Regions from separate parts of the Mus musculus genome. Here regions 2, 3, 4, 5, 6 and 7 are each linked to region 1. The links are chromatin contacts, called in public HiCAR-type and HiChIP or PLAC-seq maps. All regions are on one chromosome and are shown on one strand. Each heading gives the region's core, a stretch centred on a gene start, on an enhancer-like site or on the middle of the called end of the contact. The rest is flanking DNA. Distances are from core to core; before and after follow the strand shown.

Region 1 (2,863 bases), core at 205-2,704:
GCAGCAGTAGGGGTTGATGGAAGGCCTTTAATGTCCAGCGCTGACCGGTAAATCAATCCTACAATTTCCTCTGTTTCTCCGCACTTCCTCATCCCTTTCTTATCTCTTCTCCATTTTTCTTCCTTCCTCTGCTTCCCCCTCTTCTCTCCTTAACCCATGACACTCTCTGAGGTGGTTTGAAAATTCTACACCATACCAGATAAAAATTCCTAGTGGGTTTTTCCCCCCTTCACACCTTTCTTAAAGGAAAACCTGGATCCTGGTCTTTGAAACCAGTATCCTACACAATTTGGCTGACTCAGTGACCCCCCTCTCCCCCCAAAAAAAATCAACAGGAAAAATGAGTATTGTAACACAAACACAAACACACACACACACACACACACACACACACACCAAACTAAACCAATTTCCAAGATCCCACAAGGGGCCCACAGCCTGAAATATGATAGGTGACAGTGGGGATGATAGACAGAGCAGGACTAGGGGAGGAACTGCCCGTAGTCTCAGTAGACAGCCTTGGCCTACTATAGAGGCAGGAGCAGCTTTCACACCCTCACCTAGGCAAACGGATTCGAACACCCCTCTCTGAAACATGTGGTGCAAAGAACGAGTCCTCCAGGAGGAGCTGAGAGCACCCATACTCGGAGTCTTAGGGTCATCCTAGCCTTGACCTGGGACAACATCCCGGTATAGGGTACCCACCCTGGAAAAGAGCTGCCACGCGCAAAGGCCGAGTCCGGACCATGACTTGGGGCAACATCCTGAAGCAATAGCCCTTCACTCTGGAGAATGGGTACTGGCAGGCAAAAGCTGGGTCCTCCAGCAGGAACAGGGTCTATCTCGACTCTCACCCGGGCATCTCCGGGTTCATCCGGACCCTGACCTGGACGGACGCCAGATGCAGGGGTAACCCTGACTCTAGCTTGGGGTTACGGCGGTGCAAAGACCGAGTCATCCGGCTGGAGCAGGGTTTGTTCTGACTCTCACTGGGGCGTCTCAGGTCATCCTAGACTTAACCCACCAGGGTCCAGAAGATCTCAGGCCGGAGCTCCGGTTCTCCTTCCGGAGCTGGGGGCGCCCTCGCCCTCAGCTGTGCCTGGTCGGGCGGGGCCGCAACAGGTGCGCGGCCTCCCTGCTTCCCCGCCGCCTGCCCTGCCGTTACCTGCAGCGGCGGCCGCCGAGGCCTCCCAGAGCCTGGGCGGGAGCTTCCCGAGCCCGGCCGACGTTCGCGTGGTCCCTAGAGGAGCTGACAGAGCGTTCCCGAGCTCGGGGCGCGGCTCTGCTGAAGCCGCCGCGCTCCCGGGTCGCGACCCCCCTGCGCCACTCCCGCCCGTGCGCTGCTCTGCGTTTCCACGTCACTTTTTGGTCCCTCCCTCTCGCCGTCCGCCGGGCCCCGCCCGCCCGCTCGCCTGCCCATCCCCGGTTGTCAGGGCAACCCGAGCGACGCCAGACGAAGACAGGCGTTAGGAGGGCGGCGCCGCCAGGGCTGGGCCCGAGGGCCCCCGGGAGCAGCTGACCATGGAGCCCCACAGTAAGCGGCGGGCTAGGGCCTGGGGTGCGAGCAGAGACCGAGCTAGCCGGGCCAGGTCTCGAACCCTCGGCTAAATGATCCACAGATTCCACAGAGCACGGCTGATGCCCTCACTAGCAATGGGCTTACGAATGGTTAATAGTGCTTCCAGTGTCTTAGTGAACCTCCATGGAGCCTGGGCCTTGAATTTATGTGTTCTTGCCTCTCTTCGATCTTATCCCTAAAGTCTGTGGTATATATAATTCATGTGCTTCCGCCCAGCATAAGATACATAACAAAAGTTTCTCATTCCTGTTTGTCTTAAATTTTCCGTTCTTTGTTATTGACTATTCGTGCGGATGCATGTGTTTGTGCACACGTGTGCAGGTGTCACACAGGTGCACATGCAAGTGTGCCACATTTGTGTGGAACCCAGAGGGGACATTCTGGTGTCTTTTCTTGCCATCCACCTTGGTTTTAAATTTTTATTTTATTTTATTTAATGTGTACAGATGTTTTGCCTGCATGTATATGTCTCTGCACCACTCATGTGCCTTGTGCCTCTACAGAGACCAGAAGAGAGAACCCAATCCCCTTGAACTATAATAAAAGCAGGCTGTGAGTAGGCTTGTGGGTGCTGGGTCCTTTGGAAGAGCAGTCAGTGTTCATGATATTTGAACCACATCTTCAGGCTCCCACCTTGGTTTTCAAGACAGGGTGTCCCACTGACCTAGAGCTCTAGTGAACTAGGCTAGGCAAACCGGCTAGCAGAACCCCAGAGGTGATCCTGTCTCCAGCTCTCTAGGGCTGAATCTACAAATCACACCACCACACTTGATATTTTATGGAGGTTCTGGGCATCAAACTTGGCTCTTTTACTTTCTGCAAGCATTGTTTGCGCGAAGTCATCTCATTAGCCCTGGTTTTTGTTTTGTTTTTAAAAATACTCTTAAGTTTGAGTTTGTCTCCTGCAGCCCAGGCTGACCTTGAGTTTAGGGCAAACTTCGTGACCTAGCCTCCTGAACCAGTGGCTCAGAATCTTCATGGCTCCACATTCTGAAAGTGCTGGGGCTACAGTGCTGTTTTTCATTTTGTTTTGATTGAAACAGAATCTCACTATCTCTCTGGCTAGCTTGGAACTCACTGTTTAAAGACCAGGCTGGCTTCAAATCCACAGGTCCACCTGCCTCTGTTTATGAAGTGCTAAGATTAAAGGCATGGGCTACCACGATGGGCTACAAAGTTGTGTATGATAGATGGCTGAAGATGTGTGCTTTAGAGTTGCTAGAACTGAGGTACCCTGGAACTCACCTCTCTGTCCACTGTTTTTCCCAACCTTTCCAGGGACTT
Region 2 (2,863 bases), core at 230-2,729, 1.0 Mb after region 1:
CCCAGAACGGTGAGTTCTAGAATTCCTCCCTCTCCAACACATCCCTTTTGGCTGCGTGTTGAGTGGAGGAGTTTCCTGTGGGTGCGTGGACGTCACCCACTGTGTCCTTTGATAAGGACCTCCATAGATGTCGATGAGCTTGGGAAGAGGAAGTGGCATCCGTCAGAGTTTAAAACTCACACTTCTATTTTGGGCTGAGGACTAACTTAGCAGGGAGATTAAACAATGGGAGGACTTAATTTTATTTTTAAATGTGTTTATTTGTGGTGTATGTGGGGGCAGTCAGAGGACACACTGGCTTCTTTCCTTTCTCTGTGTGAACAGTGGGGCTTGAACTCTGTTCATCAAGCTTGTTAGCGAGCACCGTAACCACTCTTCCGTCTTGTCAGCCTTCCTCTTGGAGAAGTTTTCCAGGCAAAAGAAGGAAACAAGGCATCATGGGGAATACACAAGGTTTGAAAACAGATCAGAGAAATGGAGTTGAACCTTCATTCTAACTTAACCCTGGAAATGACCTTGAGTAACGAAGCTTTTAACCCAGCTCTTCCCGCTGGTACACATGTGAATAATGCCTGCTTCCGGAGCGTTCTGGCTAGTGTATACACACTGTCAGATGTGAGGTACTCCCTTCTCTGTGTCTTCCTCTGTCTTGATTCTCCTTGAGATAATTCCCAGTTATCTCTCTTTGGAGAAGTTGATTGGCCTGATATGTTTGGGCTCCCTGCTTACAGTGTGAGATAAGACCTCCTTGCTGGTTCTAGTCCACCAAGCTCAGCCTAATGTGGCAGGTCACTCATCAGCTGATGCCTCGGCCCTGGGCTGACTGAGTTCATTTCCCACTGCTTGCAGCCTCCTCGGAGTCATGGCAGCCCGGTGGCGATACTTCTTATTCAGGGCACACCAGTACCGTTGCCGTGACTCTGTCTGGAGGAGGCAGAGGCTCTCTGCACAAATCCTTCATTTAAAAGCCGCGTCCTCCTAATGTGGCCGTATCATAGCTGTGCAGAGACTTTATGCTCTCTTGAAATGGAGCTTGAAAATCCAATTTTTTTCCCTCTTAACTGCCTGATAGGAGTTGTGATTATTAATGTCCGTCATTATCAGGAATCACATCTCGGTGTTGCCTGTCAGTCATGGCTGGAGTTTGAGATTTGCCGAGGAGCAGGCATCGTTTGGGCTTGCACTGGATTACCCTAGCATGGAAGAAGCCCGTCCTTTGGAAGATGGGACTCTGGAAGGGAGAAATGTTGCTGTCCTGAGGGCTGAGGCGTGCCAGTCAGGTGTCTTTCAAACTTTCGCCACCTGCTGCTTCCATCTCTCTTTACATTTTACATCTCTCTTCATTCTCAGCTTTGCCCAGTGAGGCTTTCCCACCCTTGGCCTCCCTAGTAAAATATTAGTGAGAGGCTGTGAGTCATCCAGACACATCTGAGTTGTTTGAGCCTATGTGAACACCGATACTTGGAGACCATTTGGACACTTCCTGGTTGCCAAGTCACCGTGGGTTTGAATCATTTCTGAAGGGTTCTTACTTGCTGCCTGTGGTAATCGCTACCAGCAAATGACCCCCCCCCCCCATCCCCCACTTCCCAGAAGGACTGGATTTGTGTAAGTGGGGGGGGGGGGGAGGGAGGATTGTGCAGGAGTTTGATTCTCAGGGACATGAGTCAGCTATGTGGGCTCCAGCTAGTGACTGGGCTGTGCAAAGAATGTCCCAGTACTAGGAATGAGATTCTCAGCGTGTACCTACATTGGGGTACATGAACTAATGTTTGTGCCTCATTCAATGCAGGCTAAGGGTGGTGTCCCCAGCTGGGTCATTGACCCCAAGTGTGTCTGCTTTAGTGTCTCAGCAGGTGCTGAGCTCTGCTCAGCTTCTCACTTTGGAGGAAGCCACTGTCTTATATGTGGGTCAGTGTTCCAGATGCATCGCTAGTTGTCTGAAATTTGATCATAATTTCCTATCAAAACAAGTCTCATCCACAGTATCTCTTTAAAACATGCGGGGGGGGGGGAACCTCCCAGGGTGGTGTGTGGAATACTTTCTTACCTTACAGCTCCTTGAATCTCACCATTTGCAGGGTGATTCCCTCCCTGGTACCCAGTGAGAGAGCCCTGGTCTCTGCAGCAGCTGTTGCCAAGCAACAAGGAAATTCCAAAGTGATGCTGCTCACTGAACAGAAGGAAGAATCTGGCTTTCATTTCATGCAAGCATTGATACCCCTTTTTGGGATTGTGCCATGCCAGGAGTGTATAAGATGGGGGTGCCCTAGTTGGCGCCTGAGTGTGGAGTCCCAAATTCTCCTCTGAGGGAATCATTTTTCCTGAAACCATAATTTGTTCTCGCAAAGTTCCATTACTTAGGGAAAGAAAAGCAGGGGCTGAATTATTCATCAAGGTTTGTATTAAAGATCTCTGTCCTCAGCGCTGTGTGGGCTGCCATAGGGGATAGGACAAGAACTGTAAGATGCGATCCCTCCTCTCAATTAGCTTACTGTATAATGAGAGGGAAAGGAGTCATGAAACAAAGGATAATTATGAACCCAGCTGTGTTGAGTCCCCGGGACTGGAGGCCTTTCCTGCCTGGGTAGCTCTGTGGGGGAGGGACAAACTTTTTCCTTCAGCACTGCCCAGTGGGGTGATTTGTGAATTTTCTCATTTGAACTTTTTCCTCAAATTTGCAATACAGAGCCCAGATGGGCAGTACAAATGTTATAATCCAAGTTTTTTGTTGGGTGGGATGGGGTTTGGTTGCTGAGGCAGGAGAATTTACAAGTTCAAATACAGTCTGGGTTCTGCAGTGAGCTCCGGGCTAGTCTGATCCATCTAATGATCGCTGACTGCCCCTCTACCCAAAAAGGGG
Region 3 (2,863 bases), core at 153-2,652, 960 kb before region 1:
CTGAATGCAACCCACGACGGGGGCCACTTTCCCAACACCAGAGTCCCAATTTTACCGTATGGAAAACTCAAGAGTGTGGCCTATAGGAGGCAGAATCCCATTCACCAAATGCTGCAAAGAGCTTTTCTTTGTTCGCCATGGTACTAAGTACAGTACGTGTTAACGAACCCGGCGGTCAGGAGCATCAGGGGGCGTCCAAAGGCGAGGGTCCAGAACAAGCCTGCCCACGCAATTCCAGGCCCTTGTCCCACTCACCCGCAAGCACTGTTCCCCTAGTCTGAGGGTAGAAGAGGAGCTTGTGTATGTGGGGGCGGGAGGGGGGGTCGAGAAAACACTTGGGTCAACTCAAATCACCCTCTTCGGATTCTGGGTTTCCAAGTCTCTTTGGTCCCGGTTCCACCAAGTGAAACCCCTAGCTGGCAACCTGACTCCCACCGGCTAGCAAACCAAGGATTGGCAGAAAGAAAAAAAAAAAAATGTGACTAGGCTAGTATCCTGTGACGGACGGCCCTCTTCGCCATGTGCAAAAACCACGCCGGCACAGGCGACCCCCCACTCCTCAAGCCCTGGCCTCGGCCACGCCGCCTGCTTCCCCCTCCCTAGGCAGAGCGCCCTCTCACCCCCATCGACACCGCGCGGGTCAGTCGTGTAGCCTTGGAGTCGTCCCTGCGCGCCCGCATCCCAGGGGTGGCGGGTGTAAACTTCCGTGAACAAAAGAGTTGTCTGCAAACGATGCGGAACTTCGGGGCTCAGCGCCTTCGCTGCTGCCACAAGCCAGGGCTCAAGTTGAGCCTCAAAGGAGGAGGCTGCTCGGGACGCAGCCGTCTCCGCGGCCGTCCGCTGGGTCGGCGGAGCGCAGACTTTTCGGCAGCGCTAGGTTTGCTCGTCCCCCGCCAGCGCGCTGACAAGTCTCACGCCTGCACCAGGGCGAGCAAGAGTCGGCGCCGGTAGAAACCACCGGATCCGCCGTATAACAAGGAGACAGGGAGAAAGAAAGCCAGCAGCATTAAGGAAGGAAAGAGCGAGCGCAGCGCACGCGAGCCCAACTTCCCCCGCCGCCGCCGCCGCCGGGGAGCTCGCACCGACCCCACTCCGGACCAGCCCCCTGGCGCGGTTGCCCGGCCGGGTCGCTTACTGTGCGCGCCGGACGCGGGCCGTCACTGCAAGCGCTCGCCAAGTCGTCCGGGCTGCACGCCCGCGTCCGCCGTGCGCACGCTCTCCGGCCGGCGCCGAGCGCTTTGTACCGAGCGACTCCCGGGGAGGAGGAAATCGACTTGTCACTTCCTGAACTGTTTGCAACTCGTCCCTTTAACCGACCTCGGCCAGGCCGCCAATGCCCACTGCTGCCGCCGGGCAGCTCGACCGCGGCTGCGTGAACTCGGTGGCGCTGTGCGGGCGGCGTCGCGGCCGGGGCGCCCGGCGTGCCGCTACGAGGTGCAGTGCGCGCAGCCGCCGGTGGGCGGGGAGAGGGGGGGGGGTCCACGGCGCGCCTCCGTCAGTGTGGCCGGGTGTCCAGTGAACCCGCACCACGCACCTCTCACGCCTGGATGCCGGGGCTCAGGGAAGTAGCACCGCACAAGTCAGGATTGAAACTCAGGCCTCGTGGGCTTCAGATGGCCAGCTTCCGGGTTTGGCTTAGCAGTTTAAAAGAATCTGTGGCGAACAAGACCGCAAAGGGAGGTGGCACGGACTCTGGTGCGGTCACACTTTAGGATAATAAAGCACTGTTCCTGACTCTGGGTGCAATCGAATTTGAGGAATTTGTACTTCAGATGCCACATCCAAAATACATGCAACTGGGGAAGGAAGGATTTGCGGTTGCTAAGCAGAGGCAGGGCATGTTTAGTTCTGTAACTTAGGATGTTGACTCAAGTGCAGGAATGTAACCCTGATAGAATAAGCAGAGTATTTTCATTGTGCAGCTCACCTGGGGGGGGAGGGGATAACGTTCCTTGTGAAATGAAGTCCTAGATTTCCCATCACTCCTTCCTGCTGATGTGTGTTATTAACCTTATCCAAAAAGATTTTTAAGAGTTTTTTTTAAGACTCTATGCCTGTTTTGCGTTCCCCTTTGCCAAAAAAACAAAACACCTCATTACTTTACATGGATTGTGTCTGCACCGTTTGAATGGTTCTATTCATAAATCAGGAAACTTTTTCTGTTGCTTCGAGGAACATTTAATTGGTTTTAATCCAATGTTGCAATCCTAGTATCAAACATAAATGAACAATTAACTTTTTGAGTTTGTGTGCACTTGGGAAACTATTAGATTTCATGGCTATTGCTGAAATATTTCAGTTTGTGACCACACTGGACCTATTCTTTTCAGAAAGGCATAAGCTAACATATTTCACACTAACTACAGCTCATTTCAGAGACTCTGCCATAAGATGAAGATGCTCATCAGAAGGAAGGATGTGTGTTCACCTCAGAGAGATGATTCGAACATAATCAAATCACTCTAAGAAGGCCAAGTGTGCTAATACACAGACTACAAAGATGCTAATATCCATAATACATTACTTCCTTTTAAGAAACATGTTAAGGGCTATGTTTTTTTTTTTTTTAAAGGAATAAGAACCACATGTTCTGTCAAAAGAAGGCAGGCACATGGGCAAAGCAGAGGCTACTATAATACACTTACGGTCACTTCCCAAAAGCCACCTGATCACAGCACTACCACCTTAGCCTCCAAGCTCTGTAAGAATAGAATTTAATGCACTTAGCTTTTTTTATTGGGAGGCCTAGAGTGACTCCTGCTGGCAAACATTCCATTTATCCCTGCAATTACTAGTTCATCAGGTCAACTTAAAAAAATCAAGATGCCAGGGGTCCTAAGCCTGGAAACAATTATCGCAGCCA
Region 4 (2,863 bases), core at 227-2,726, 930 kb after region 1:
TGGTGGCAGGGGTGTGAGGCTGGTTGTGTCTATAGTCAGAAAGGAGAGAGGGAGGGAGAGGGAGAGGGAGAGGGAGATAGATACTGTTGCTTAATTTTGTGTTCTCTTTTTTTTATTACGTCCAGGATCTCCCACAGTGGGTGGGTTTTCTTGCTTAAGTTAACTGAATCTAAATAATTTTTCACAGGCTTGCCTATCTGCTAAGTAATTTTGGATTCCCTCTAGTGGACCATCTAGTGGAACATCACAGCTGAATCCAAAAGTTCCCACACTTAATTTAAGGCCTTGTAGTCACATCTTGAACTTCTCTCTGTAGTACCATATATGTAGGCTTTCCCTTTTTGACAGACCTTTCTTTTCTTGATCTTTCAAGTTGGTGGGTGGTCGGCCCGTTCATAGTGTTAAGCCCACGTCAGTGAAATCATTTGGCAATTCTTTTTTTTTTGGGCTTTGGAAGCTGCACAGTAGGTTACCCAGGGTGGTCTGGTACTTGTATAGACTATGCTAGCAATTCTCCTGCCTCAGCCTTTTGAGTGCCAGGATGACAGGTGCAGGCTGCCATTCTCAGTTCCATGGTAATTCTATGCTTAATTTTTGGAAGAGCTGTCCAGGTGGCTTCCCCAGCAGCCTCTTTGCAGTATGCAATCTATCTGTAAAGGGTTCTGGCTTCTTCAGATGTTTGTATTATAACTTTTTAATTATAGTCATCCTGTTTTCAATTTACAGCAATCGTCAAATAAGAGACTGCACTGGTATTTTGCGATGGGCTCTACTACGTAGCCAGTCCCAGAAATAAGCACCATCATGGGCTGGCAGGGTGTTTTGTAAAATGCCATCTAAGGGATGTCCCTGGCAGGCCACTCTTTGTAGGCAGGGTCTTGCTTACTTTTTCAGGCTGGTCTTGAACCTCTGATCTCTCTGGTTTTGTCTCCTCAGCACTGAGGTTACAGCCATTTGTCACCATGCACCAGTCCCAGTGTCTGTCTGGGCAGAGCACTGTAGGCACGATAGGACTCTCCCCAGGTCTCAGTTGCTCAGTTCTCTGTGTTCATCTTTAATGTCCCTGTTACATAATGTTTGTGAGTGTTTCTTTGCCCTCTGTGTCCAGGCAGCCCACCACAAACACTACTCCCAATTATTGCACACTGTCTTCTCTGTGTTTTTGGGTACTCTCCAGGAAAGACAAATTTATCAAGCGTTTAGCTAAGGCAAGATTTGTCTTGTGTCCTCTGGGGGCAAGGGTTGGGCACTGGCTCCTCTCTCCACAGTGCTGGAGGCAGGTGTTCCTCCTAGGCCTCATTCCTTATATACAACAGACAGAAAAGACAGGTGCCTTGTCCAACCACACCAGGCCCTGGGCTTTCTCCCTCAGGCTAAGCTGGCATGGGTCCCTCTGAAGTGCAGGCTGTCCCCCTTCTCCTCAGCAGAGCATCTGGGACAAGCCCCAGCTGCCAGTGCCCAGTGTTGATTCTGCCTGGGAACAAGAGGGCAGTGTGTGGGCTGCTGGGCCATTAGCATCCGAGTATGCAAATATATCCCAGCCTTGCACCCCCGCCCCCTGCAGTGCCGCCCTTGCCTGAGCCAAAGTTTAGGAAATCCTGGGATTAACCCTGAAGAGTGAGGCTTGTTCTGGTTCTGACCTCTAGATTCTAAGAGTGATCTTTATGCATGGAGGCGCTGCCTCTTATAGTCCTATAAGTCCTACTTAGACATGCACACCCTCATCTGGGCCATAGTGACAGGGAAGAGAGGTCCTGGGGTAGGGCAGGGACCAGGAGGAGGATGGAGGATACAGACGTCTGGAGTGTCACATTCACCTGCCTTTGTGCTATGGGGAGACAGTTCCTAATTCATTCATTCTCTCTCTCTCTCTCTCTCTCTCTCTCTCTCTCTCATGCTGTGTGGGTGGGTATATGTGCCCATATGTATACCGATAGAGTGCCGAGGTTGCATTTGACATCTTCCTGGATCACTTTCTATCTTGGGTTTTGAGACAGGGTCTCTCACTGAACCCTGAGCCAGTCTCCATCACCCAGTTTCAGGTTTACAGATGTGTTCTACAAAGCCTGGCTTTTCTGTAAGTGCTGGGAATCCAGACTCAGATCTTCATGTTTGCATACTGAGCCCCGTTCCCGGCACCCCTGTTCCCTCCTTAAGCTGACAGTATTGTTCAGCAAGTACAGGCTTGGAGTGGCACTGACTGGTCGACCTCCTAGGCAACATCTCATCCTCACCCACGGGTGCTATGGTGGCTCTTGTCACTCCGTTTCACAGAGTGAGAAACTGCACCAAAGGAGCAGAGGTGGGGCTTGCGGTTGAGCTCCTGTTGGTCTTTCCAGTCCCAGTGCTGGTCTCAGCTAGAGCGAGGGGCCTGCTTGCCTTGAAGTGGAACCTTACAGGGAGGTAGCAGGAGGGAGGATTTGCTTCATGGAGGTGATGTGGAGGGGCCCTTTGTTTCTCAGGTGGAGGACGCATGTGCCTCCTGTCTTGCTCATTGGGTGCACAGTGGGACCATAGTGTGAAGGGAGCCTGCCCATGGTGGAAGGAGGCGGCAGAGGACTTGGCGTGTTGACAAGTCATCTTACTGAAAGAGGAATGACTGGGAACTGCTCTGAGCTCTGCAGCCTCTGTGCAGCTCCTTCATTAACACCCCTGTGTGCCCCACTTTATTGTTTATCTCAAAGAGGGCTTGATTGTTTTTTAATCTTCAATTTTATTTTTTATCAAAGCTTAGGAATGCAACACTACACAGGAGGAATTTCAACAAACTCTAGAGAGTCAAAATTCATCTCTGGGAATGAGAGAGTTCTGTCCAGAGACTGTCTGCCACCATTGCTGTTCTCTGGTTTGCAGGATGGGTGGG
Region 5 (2,863 bases), core at 272-2,771, 920 kb before region 1:
CAGCATCTCAGGCAGAGGAAAGGGACATATGTAAAGGCACTATGACCTGATGAACTTTCAGTGCTTCCAGAAAGCAAAAAGGCTACTGTTGTAGCTGTAGCCAAGTCTATCAGGGTAGCAGAAGCAGGAATGCAGGGGGAGGGCATGTCGGCGTAGGATTTGGAGGCTGGCCAGGTATAATTGACACCTTATATCTAAACATTACCATGATCATTTCACTGACTGTGTTGAGGATATATTTGCAGGTCAACAGCCTCACTTCATTACCTCGACATTTTGGACTGGTTAATTCTGTTATGAGGCCTTTCCTGAGTTTACCTCCTTCCCCTGGGGTTGGCATTGGAAAATATCTCCTAGCAATGTCAAGCATCCCTTAAGGGCAAAATTGCCACCAACTGGGACTCTGAGAAGTTGTCATAACCAGGAGAGAGAAAATGGTGTTTTGGGTCAGGGTGGCAGATGTGCTGGTAGTGAATCGTAGGACTCAGTATTTTTTTGAAGATCGTTTTAGCTGATCTGATGTAGGGAACAAGAGAAAAGAAGTTGTTAAGGCTAGCTGCAAAGGTTTTTTTTTTTTTTTTAAGATTTATTTATTTATTATATGCAAGTACACTGTAGCTGTCTTCAGACACTCCAGAAGAGGGCGCTAGGTCTCGTTATGGATGGTTGTGAGCCACCATGTGGTTTCGGGGATTTGAACTCAGGACCTTCAGAAGAGCAGTCAGTGCTCTTAACCTCTGAGCCATCTCTCCAGCCCCAGCTGCAAAGGTTTTGATTTGAGTAATTGTCATAAACAGTTTTATTTGCTGAACTTGGAAAAGAAGTGAGAAGTAGCTCTGTAGGGAAATCAGGAGCCCAGCTAGGAATACTGAAGTCTTAGCAAGCTGCAGAAGAAATAGTTCCCTTTTTTTTTTTCTTTCTAAATTTGATAGTTTATTCATTGCTACTTATTTGTTTTTGTCTTCTATGATTTTTGTCAAACTTGAAGGTTTTTGTTTTTGTTGTTTGTTGAAACAAGTCTATGTAGCATTCATTGGCTGGCCTCCGACATGCAACCCTTCTGCCCTTACACGACTTATATTTGAATTGTTTTTGAGTCCAGAATCCAATCGTTTTACCAGCTCCACTACTTCTGACCATAATTCCCCTGTCACTGCACCAGGTGGGGATTATTGTAAATCTCCTTCCCTTCCATTTCTCCTACGCATTAGTCTCAACCAGGCAGGCAAAGTGGTCTGTTCAAGTTGAAATTACATCATGCTGTTCCCAAGTCAAATCTCAACCTGTTCAATTGCTGGAATCATCTCCGGCCTTCCATCCTTCAACTTCATTTGCAGAAGGGACAAACTGGATTATAACAAGGCTGTACAGACAGGCCGGTGTCTGAGGAACACACAAAACTGAAGGTGCTGGTTCTCTTTGATCTGGAATCCTTTACTTCCCTGTCCTAGCTTCGAGTAGCTTGGAGGACTTCATTTCCCAGGATGCTCAGCGGCGGGGCGTCCGGAAGGCTGTGCACCCTCCGCGGGGCATGATGGGGGAGGTGGAGATTTCCATCATGGCGGCTTCCATTTCGGGCTACACCTTCAGCGCTGTGTGTTTCCACAGCGCCAACAGCAACGCCGACCACGTAGGTGCCGGGCCCCCTGCCGTGGCCGCTGGGGCCTTCGGCTTCCTCCTCAGGCCGGCGCCTGCGGCCAAGCGACGACCGCTGGAGGCTCGGCCTTCAATCCCCGGGACAAACCGATGAGCTGGTGACCCAGGCGGCTCCCGCCCCCTTCCAGCTCCTGCACCCCGCGGGCCCTTCTCTGGCGCTCTCGGCCTCGGGCGGGTCCTGGCACAGCTGTTCTCAGTCCAAAGGACCTAAAGCGCCCGGCCCCGCCAGTGTCAGGAGTCGCCTAGCCAAAACTGGGTGCCTACCCCTCGCTGAGAATCGCGCTTCCAGACTTGAGTGCCTTGGGTCGGGATGGAGTTCAAAGGTCTGGGTTGTAATCTAGGAGAGGATCCAAGTTCTGACCCCCGGCCACACGGGTCGTCGTGTCTGTCACCGTTCATACTTATCAGATGTGGCTGTTTGGATTTTTTTTTTTTTCACCCCAGTGGAAAATGGAGAATGTGAATAGGCTCGTTAGGTGCAGAGTCTTGTTTGCACTTCCTCAAAGTTGCCTGTTTAGTTCCTCAGCGAGTGTTCTAATCCCCGGAACTTGTCTTAAGAGGGAAGTGACAGGCCCACTTATGAGCGATCAGAAATGTACAGGCCATGGAGTCCATAGGACTCTTCGGTGTCTTTATTTTACGAATTGCCTTTCAATGCCGTTGACCTCTGGAAATTATTTGTGAAATAGGTGCTTTTACAGGACATTACTCTCCCACCAATTAGCGGTTTGTGTGTGTGTTGTTGTTATTGGTGAACGATTTAAATTCATTGAATAAGAGATGGGGCTTTTTGTGGTTGTCATTATAAAAACAGTAGTTAGAAGGGAAACTGGATTTGGTTTGATGTCACTGATCTTCGATTCCATTAATAAAGACTGATTCTGAGAGGCGATTCCATGAGTATACTGAGTGGAATGAATTTACTGTTCTTTTCATCTCTGCAGTGTTGATGGCAGAGATTACTGATAGGAATATATTCAGCATTGTTCTGCTTTTTTTCCTAAAGCCAGCTCTGACCTACTAGCCTTCAGTATTGCAGCTAGCTCTTAATACTGTAAGTGGTTGTAAAGTTCCTAGCGTCCATGGACTGCAGTTACGAGTTCAGGGTGCTTATTTATTCTGTTTTAGAGAGTACCTAGGAATGTCATAGTTTGTGTATAAGACAAGATTATTATAAAGATAAGAAACTTGGACAGTATTTCTAGAA
Region 6 (2,863 bases), core at 155-2,654, 890 kb after region 1:
GGTTGATATAACTGCTCCAGGCTGGGGTGGCCCTGTCTACAGCAGGTAGGCACCTGACCTTTCCAATTCTAGTTGAGTTGGCCCCTCTCTGGCTCTGACATGCAATCTTACACAATGTAGCCTTCATTCTTTTAAACTTTCATTCCTTTAGTCCTTGAAGATTCCCAGGCTGGTGTCTTTGTCATTGTTTCTAGGATGCAAGAGAGGGCACACAGTAGAATATGCAATCTCATTTGCCCCTTCTAATAGCTTGCTGTGGACCCGAGGTCCCCTTGCACCCCTCCCCTTAGTTTTAACCTTTTCTTGGATTCTAATGAACGCTCAGGGTGTGTCTATGGGCAGGCCTTGAAGAAATCGGAAGTATTGCACTTGTGGGTGGCTGGCACTGGGTGAGTCTGAGACCAGCCTCCTTCAGATTAGAGTTGCTAGGAGCTGCTTGTTCTAAGCTGGAACTGGCTTCCTTTCTCTTCCCACTTCCTCTCTTTCCCCACTTCAGCAGGCCCAGTTCCTACTGAACGCCTCAAAGTTGCTGCAAACTAGGAGCCTCATTGTGCTGCTCCAGACCCTCAACACCCAAAGAGATCTGGGCTGTTAGAAACACCCAGGGGCTGCAAAGTCTTTTCCTAGGCTTCTCTTACCAGTGCTGACTGTACATCACCACTCCCATCAGCTACTAGGCACGCTCAATGCGCTCAGACCCTGGCAAAATGGGTGCCCACTTTGAATGAATGAATGAACTACGATGAACTCCTAGCTCTGCTCCAACGCTCTCCACCAGGTCAGAACTGGGGTTTCCGCACTTCACACCAGTGAGTACATGTGTGGTGTCTGACTATTTGTGTTAGATCCAGGCCTAGAGGGCTATAAGGATTTGTGGTGTGTGTGTTCGCGCGTGCACGCTTGTGTGTGAAAAGATAGCACTTTGTGAGGTGCAGGGTACAGTGTTCAGGATGGTGTGCGTGGTGTGTGTGTGTTGTGTGTGTGTGTGTGTGTGTATGTGTGTACCCTGTATGGTACAGAGTGCAGAGTGTTTGGGATGCTGGGTGCTCGGTGTTCAAAGTAGAGTGTGGGTAAAGAGTGCTGGATGCGGTGCAGAGTAGACAGTGCAGGGTGAGGACCATACAGTGCAGATTAGTAGGTGCGAGGTGCACGGTGTTTAGTGGAAAGTAGAGGATGTGAGTTGCACGGTTCCTGCAGCATGCAGGGCGTCCATGGGCTCCGGGAAGCAGCCTGGGTCCCTCGAGGGACCCGGCGGGCCGAGCCCCAGGGCACGCGCGCCTGGGCGGGCTACAGCCGGCCGCCGTCCCGCCTCTCGCCGGCGCTCCCGGCCTTTCCCATCCGGCCCGCGACGCTCCGCCCGCCCCGTCCCACATGACACCGCCTCCGCCGCAAACTTTTTCCTCCCCATCCTGTCGCGGCGGGGAAGGAATGGAAGATGGCGGCCTAGGCGCAGAGTTTCCTGCCCGAGCAGCGGCGGCAGCAGCGGCGGCTCCAGTGGGCTGCGGCCAGCGCCACCATGACGCGCTGGGTCCCCACCAAGCGAGAGGAGAAGTACGGCGTGGGTGAGCAGCGCGCCGCCCCGCGCCCGCCCCGCGCGCAACTTCCCCGCCGCGGCGCCCAGCCTGTTGCCGCGCGGTGCGGAGCCCGGCCCGCCCGGGGCTGGAGCCCGCGTGGGGAACCCGGGGACCCTCCGGGGTCCACCGTGCTCCTCATTCCCGCGCATTCGCTCTGTCGTAGTCCCGTGTGCTCCTGCGTGCGCGGGGCTCCCGGGGTCATTGTTTGTGTGCGTTTTGGCTTCTTCGGGAAACTTCTGTTTGGCATCCGGGACTCCGGGTGGACACTTTTCATTGTGCAGCGCTCGGATCTGTGAAGCCTCCTTTTCTCGCGTGAGGAGTGGCTGCGCCTCCCGGGTTGGGTCGGTGCCGCCTTTCCCGCCCTGGATGGTAGGGGACACTCAGGCGCTCCTGTGTCCCCGGGGCTCTGGAAACGGACCTCGAGGGCGGGGACCTGGTTTTGCCTTTGTCGCTTCCCTAGGGGGTAGAAGGAGTAGGGTTGCAAGCTTACTTTTGATCCAAGGAGTCCCGCTTTCCTCAATGGCCAGACAGTCCCAGAGCCCTGCAGACCTTGTCTCGCCCCCCAGCTAGCCCACATCAAAAGTCAGGTCTGTCTAGGCCTCAGGGCTCGCTGGCATTCCAGATTTGACCATTCCGTTTCCAGGCTCCTGCTCTCTTTTCCCTAAGGATCCTCTGACGCCCAGCCTCACCTGAGCAGAGACTCTGACTTGCAAGCAGGCATTTCTTGGGGATTTGCAAGCAAGCATTTAGGGGAGCTTGCTGCCTTCCACCCTAAGGGCTGCCTTGGGGCACTTTCTCAGCAGCTGTCTGTTCTAGGCATGCCTTCAGCACCGTCTTGCAGGCCTAGTTCATGTCCCAGCCCGCTGTCTTTGAAAGCTTCCCGGAGACTCCAGTCTACAAGGCCGTGTCCTTCCTTTGAACTCCAGTTACTTATTTCTGTAACAAGTAGGAGATGGTGGCCATGGGGGCAGGGCTGGAGAAGCCTAGGGCCCCTACCTCCACTCTAGGCCCACACCCAGGTTTGGAGGATTTTTCCCTGCGTTGTGAACACTGGAGCTGAGCTCCACCTGTGCTTGGCCGACCTTTCAGAGGCCCATGGCAGAGCTGGGAAGGGCTGTTAGAGTCCCATCTATTTAATTTGGGATGAGGGTCCTACTTAGGATGGCTTCAGGGTGTGGGAGGTTTTCTCTTGGGGTTGCCCAGGACTGTTGAAAGAACAGCTAGAAGAGTGGCAGGGGCAAGCAGAAAGCCAGATAGTCGGGGTGCAGTTGAGGAAGGAGGGCCCTGCA
Region 7 (2,863 bases), core at 166-2,665, 850 kb before region 1:
GATCCTACCTACAAATGAATTAATTATATCCTTGAGAACGTGTTGTTTTGTGTTGTTGTTTCCATTTAAACTTAATTTATGGATAAGTTCTCAGACCAGGTGGGGGTTGCTGAAGGCCTCTACTCCATAGCAATGGCTATGGAGAGGAAGCACCCCACTGGTTGTGAAAGATGTTGGTGAGGGGAAGTTATACAAAGTACTGTTCTTTTGATGGCCATGGTACAGCTGTCTTATACCATTTTATGCAAATAACTCAAGACACCAAAGACAGCTTCACAAAGTGAATTCCCACTCAAGTTTGGGAAACATCAAACTTCAAGTAACACGGTCATCCTTTTGGATCTGAGGTATCCAAACAATTACTAAATGCCCTCCCAGATTGCTGTTAATGTTCCTTCAAGATACTAATTAATTATTTTTATTTTTAATTATGTGTTTGTGCAAGTGAGTGTGGGTGTTGGTAGAGGCCACAAGAGGGCACTGAACCCCCTGGAGCTGGAGTTACAGGTGACTGTCTTCCACTGAAGTGGCTGCTGGGAGCAGAACTTTGCTTCTCCGAAGTAAGTGCTCTTACACGCTGGCCGTTTCTCCAGACCCCCCATATTACTATCTTTTTAAAAATTACATTTATTTATTTTGTGTGTAGCCCAGAGAACAACTGTGGGAGTTAGTCGTCTTCTTCCACTCTGTAGGTACTGGGGATGGAACTCAGGCTGTCAGGCTTGGCAACTTTACCCAGTGAACTATTTCTACGGCCTTTAACACATTACTTTTAAAGCAGTTTACATTTTGAAAAAGTTTGAAGTAGGGCTAGGTGAAGCTAAGAGTAGTGGTGGCGTAAGTCCAGCACTCCGGAGGTTTAAGAGTTCGGGATCAGTCTCAGCTATTTAGAGGGGTTAGAAATAAATCGGGCTACAAGAGAACCTCGTCTGAAAACAAAATAAAATGCCAAGTAAGCAAGGCTTGTAATCTCAGCGCTCTTGGGGAGGCTGAGGCAGGAATATCGTTTAAGAGTTCCAGGCCAGCCTGAGCCCCAGAATGACAGCCTGGGTCAAATTATTGAAATTTTAAAAACTGTTTTAAACCGCCGAAGGAACGGCCAAGCGGTCTCCCAGTTAGCAAACAGATGCGTGACTCACGCTTGATTCAAAGCGCTGGCGACTCTGCAGCAAAGAGCGGCCGGCGGCCAGGGGAAGAAGGCTCCCACCTCCCAAGTGCATCCTGCACTTAGACTTGAAGACACTCACCCGGGAGGACGCGTCGCGGGACCGCGCGCGCCGTAGCCTCACAATCAGGACGCACGCTGCTGACGTCACGGCCGCGGCCCGCTCCTGCGCCGGGAAAGAGGCGGTCGCCTATTGGCTGCGCCTCCTGAGGCCTCGGGACCAATCACAGGACGGTGAGCAGCGAGGTCCAGTTCCTGACGTTGTGCGGCCGCCGCGGGGTTTATTTAGCTCTAGGGTCCTGACCGCCGCCATTCGGAGTCCTCTGCGCCCGAGGCTGTCCCCAGACCGCTCCGCCCCTGTCCCCGAGCCTCGGCCCCCGCCTCCGCGCAGCCTCTCCGCCCCTCGGGCCGCTGGGAGCCGCGCGCGGGCCCGCGGAGAACATGTCCTGACTGAGGCGGGAGGGCGGAGGCGGCAGCAGCGGGGTGGGCGGCGGCGCCGAGGGAGGCGGAGAGGGGCCGGGCTCGGCTCGTCGCCGCTGGCCGTGCGGGAGTCGCCGCCGCCGCCGCGGCCGCCGGGCGCCGCGCGTCAGACGGGGAGGAGGAGGATCCGCGGCCGCCAGGTAACCGGGCCTGGGTTGGGGGCGCCGCGCCGCAGGCCCCTCGCGGGTCGACCGCGGCCTGACGGGGCGTCGCGGGGAGCAGGCTGCCGAGCCTCCGGGCGGCAGCGTTGCGGGATAGCGCATCGCAGGCCCGGGGTTGTCCGCGGCCGCGCGTCCATCTTGGGCTTCCCAGCGCGGGGACAACCCGGAGGATGAGGGAGAGTGGCCGCCCGGCTTGTTTACCGACCTCAGTTGGCCGCCTTCGTCAGCGGCTGGCGCTGCCCTTCTGCCCGCCTCATTCCGGCAACTGGGATCCCTCCCGAGTCCGAGTGTGTGGGTCTTATTCCCACCTCTTAGTAGGCCATAAACACCCGGATTTGTCGCTCTAAGTTGGTGCTGGTCCCCAAACTTGTGTTTTGGTCCCTTGTCCACTTTCTCTCCCCTCATACGTTGGCCTCCGGTTGCCTAAAGCAAATCAGGGTGAAAGTTGATGTCTGGTGGCCATGGGCAGCTGGAACTCCGCTCCCGGTAACGATCGCTCTGTGCACCTACCTTGTGGGTTTTCTTGTTTTGTTTTGGTTTTCTGCTCTAATTTGGCTGGTCATTGCACAGACAAAAGAGCTGTAATACTTGCTGTTAGCGCCGGGGAGAGGCAGTTTACGTTAAGCAAGAAGTTTGAACCCGCCCATTATCTTGGAGACGCTGGTTTTGAAACCACCTTGCTTAGAATTTTGTATCTCAACCCCTCGATTTCCCCTTTCGGTTACCCACTAAGTCAATTTTTATAAGTTCTTTCCACTGCTTGCAATGTTTGGTCTCTGTATAGTTGACCTGTGATGGTGTTAATAAACGTGATGTACAAATACTTGGAAGTGTTATATAATGAGTGGCTCCTGTACCCCGCAGTCTCTTTCAGTCGACTCCCTACCAACTTTTGCTACATGCATGGTACCTCTGTTGATCAAAAATGGGTGACTTGGCTTATATAGAGAAAACAGGGGAGACCCGAGGATCTTTGTGACAGAGGCCATTAGAAAGTCCACTGAACTATGCTTGGGAAAAGTAAAGCTGGATCCTGTTAAATATTATTTTAATTAAA

The links. HiCAR-type assays count read pairs that join an accessible place to other places. HiChIP or PLAC-seq counts read pairs in DNA pulled down with a chosen protein or histone mark.
Region 2: a FOXA1 HiChIP or PLAC-seq map of pancreatic cancer cells shows a contact between it and region 1. The contact joins the enhancer-like site here to the promoter of Fank1 in region 1. A contact is called at or near these places in 1 of 39 promoter capture datasets (embryonic stem cells), 4 of 115 datasets of contacts at active chromatin or transcription factors (astrocytes, embryonic forebrain, embryonic stem cells and 1 more) and 1 of 9 other capture datasets (liver).
Region 3: a HiCAR-type map of astrocytes shows a contact between it and region 1, with 3 times the contacts expected there. The contact joins the promoter of Fam53b here to the promoter of Fank1 in region 1.
Region 4: a contact with region 1 is called in a HiCAR-type map of astrocytes, with 3 times the contacts expected there. The contact joins the enhancer-like site here to the promoter of Fank1 in region 1. A contact is called at or near these places in 2 of 39 promoter capture datasets (embryonic stem cells and neural stem cells), 5 of 115 datasets of contacts at active chromatin or transcription factors (astrocytes, craniofacial prominence, embryonic forebrain and 2 more) and 1 of 9 other capture datasets (liver).
Region 5: a contact with region 1 is called in an HNF4G HiChIP or PLAC-seq map of pancreatic cancer cells. The contact joins the promoter of Abraxas2 here to the promoter of Fank1 in region 1. A contact is called at or near these places in 4 of 115 datasets of contacts at active chromatin or transcription factors (astrocytes, embryonic stem cells and pancreatic cancer cells).
Region 6: a contact with region 1 is called in a FOXA1 HiChIP or PLAC-seq map of pancreatic cancer cells. The contact joins the promoter of Dock1 here to the promoter of Fank1 in region 1. A contact is called at or near these places in 2 of 39 promoter capture datasets (both in embryonic stem cells), 7 of 115 datasets of contacts at active chromatin or transcription factors (astrocytes, embryonic stem cells, extraembryonic endoderm stem cells and 1 more) and 1 of 9 other capture datasets (adipose tissue).
Region 7: a contact with region 1 is called in an H3K27ac HiChIP or PLAC-seq map of cardiomyocytes, with 3 times the contacts expected there. The contact joins the promoter of Zranb1 here to the promoter of Fank1 in region 1. A contact is called at or near these places in 2 of 39 promoter capture datasets (cranial neural crest and pre-B cells), 1 of 484 Hi-C or Micro-C datasets (embryonic stem cells), 3 of 115 datasets of contacts at active chromatin or transcription factors (astrocytes, cardiomyocytes and stem cell-derived neural progenitor cells) and 1 of 9 other capture datasets (embryonic stem cells).

Annotation. Positions count from the first base shown.
Region 1 is chr7:133,775,437-133,778,299 of GRCm38.p6, forward strand. Fank1 (fibronectin type 3 and ankyrin repeat domains 1) reads left to right here and starts at 1,455. Exons shown (of 11, transcript NM_025850.2): 1 at 1,455-1,534. The coding sequence starts at 1,522. Dhx32 (DEAH (Asp-Glu-Ala-His) box polypeptide 32) reads right to left here and starts at 1,367. Exons shown (of 12, transcript NM_133941.2): 1 at 1,166-1,367.
Region 2 is chr7:134,772,467-134,775,329 of GRCm38.p6, forward strand. Dock1 (dedicator of cytokinesis 1) reads left to right here. Exons shown (of 52, transcript NM_001033420.2): 18 at 1-9. Among named protein-coding and RNA genes, the nearest start is that of Dock1, 100 kb to the left of the region's middle. Within about 2 kb of position 1,480, at least 83 of the 459 cell types and tissues checked have an H3K27ac peak or open chromatin away from gene starts, as enhancers often do. A contact at or near this core is called in astrocytes and pancreatic cancer cells, where this site is marked.
Region 3 is chr7:132,812,446-132,815,308 of GRCm38.p6, forward strand. It overlaps Fam53b (family with sequence similarity 53, member B), which reads right to left and starts at 1,403. Exons shown (of 5, transcript NM_001381858.1): 1 at 1,136-1,403.
Region 4 is chr7:134,707,930-134,710,792 of GRCm38.p6, forward strand. All of the region lies in intron 1 of Dock1 (dedicator of cytokinesis 1), which reads left to right. Among named protein-coding and RNA genes, the nearest start is that of Dock1, 39 kb to the left of the region's middle. Within about 2 kb of position 1,477, at least 37 of the 459 cell types and tissues checked have an H3K27ac peak or open chromatin away from gene starts, as enhancers often do. A contact at or near this core is called in astrocytes, forebrain and neural stem cells, where this site is marked.
Region 5 is chr7:132,857,704-132,860,566 of GRCm38.p6, forward strand. It overlaps Abraxas2 (BRISC complex subunit), which reads left to right and starts at 1,522. Exons shown (of 9, transcript NM_198017.3): 1 at 1,522-1,630. The coding sequence starts at 1,532.
Region 6 is chr7:134,669,283-134,672,145 of GRCm38.p6, forward strand. Dock1 (dedicator of cytokinesis 1) reads left to right here and starts at 1,405. Exons shown (of 52, transcript NM_001033420.2): 1 at 1,405-1,562. The coding sequence starts at 1,517.
Region 7 is chr7:132,929,761-132,932,623 of GRCm38.p6, forward strand. Zranb1 (zinc finger, RAN-binding domain containing 1) reads left to right here and starts at 1,416. Exons shown (of 10, transcript NM_207302.3): 1 at 1,416-1,785. It overlaps 1500002F19Rik (a long non-coding RNA gene), which reads right to left. Exons shown (of 2, transcript XR_003946678.1): 1 at 1,248-2,863.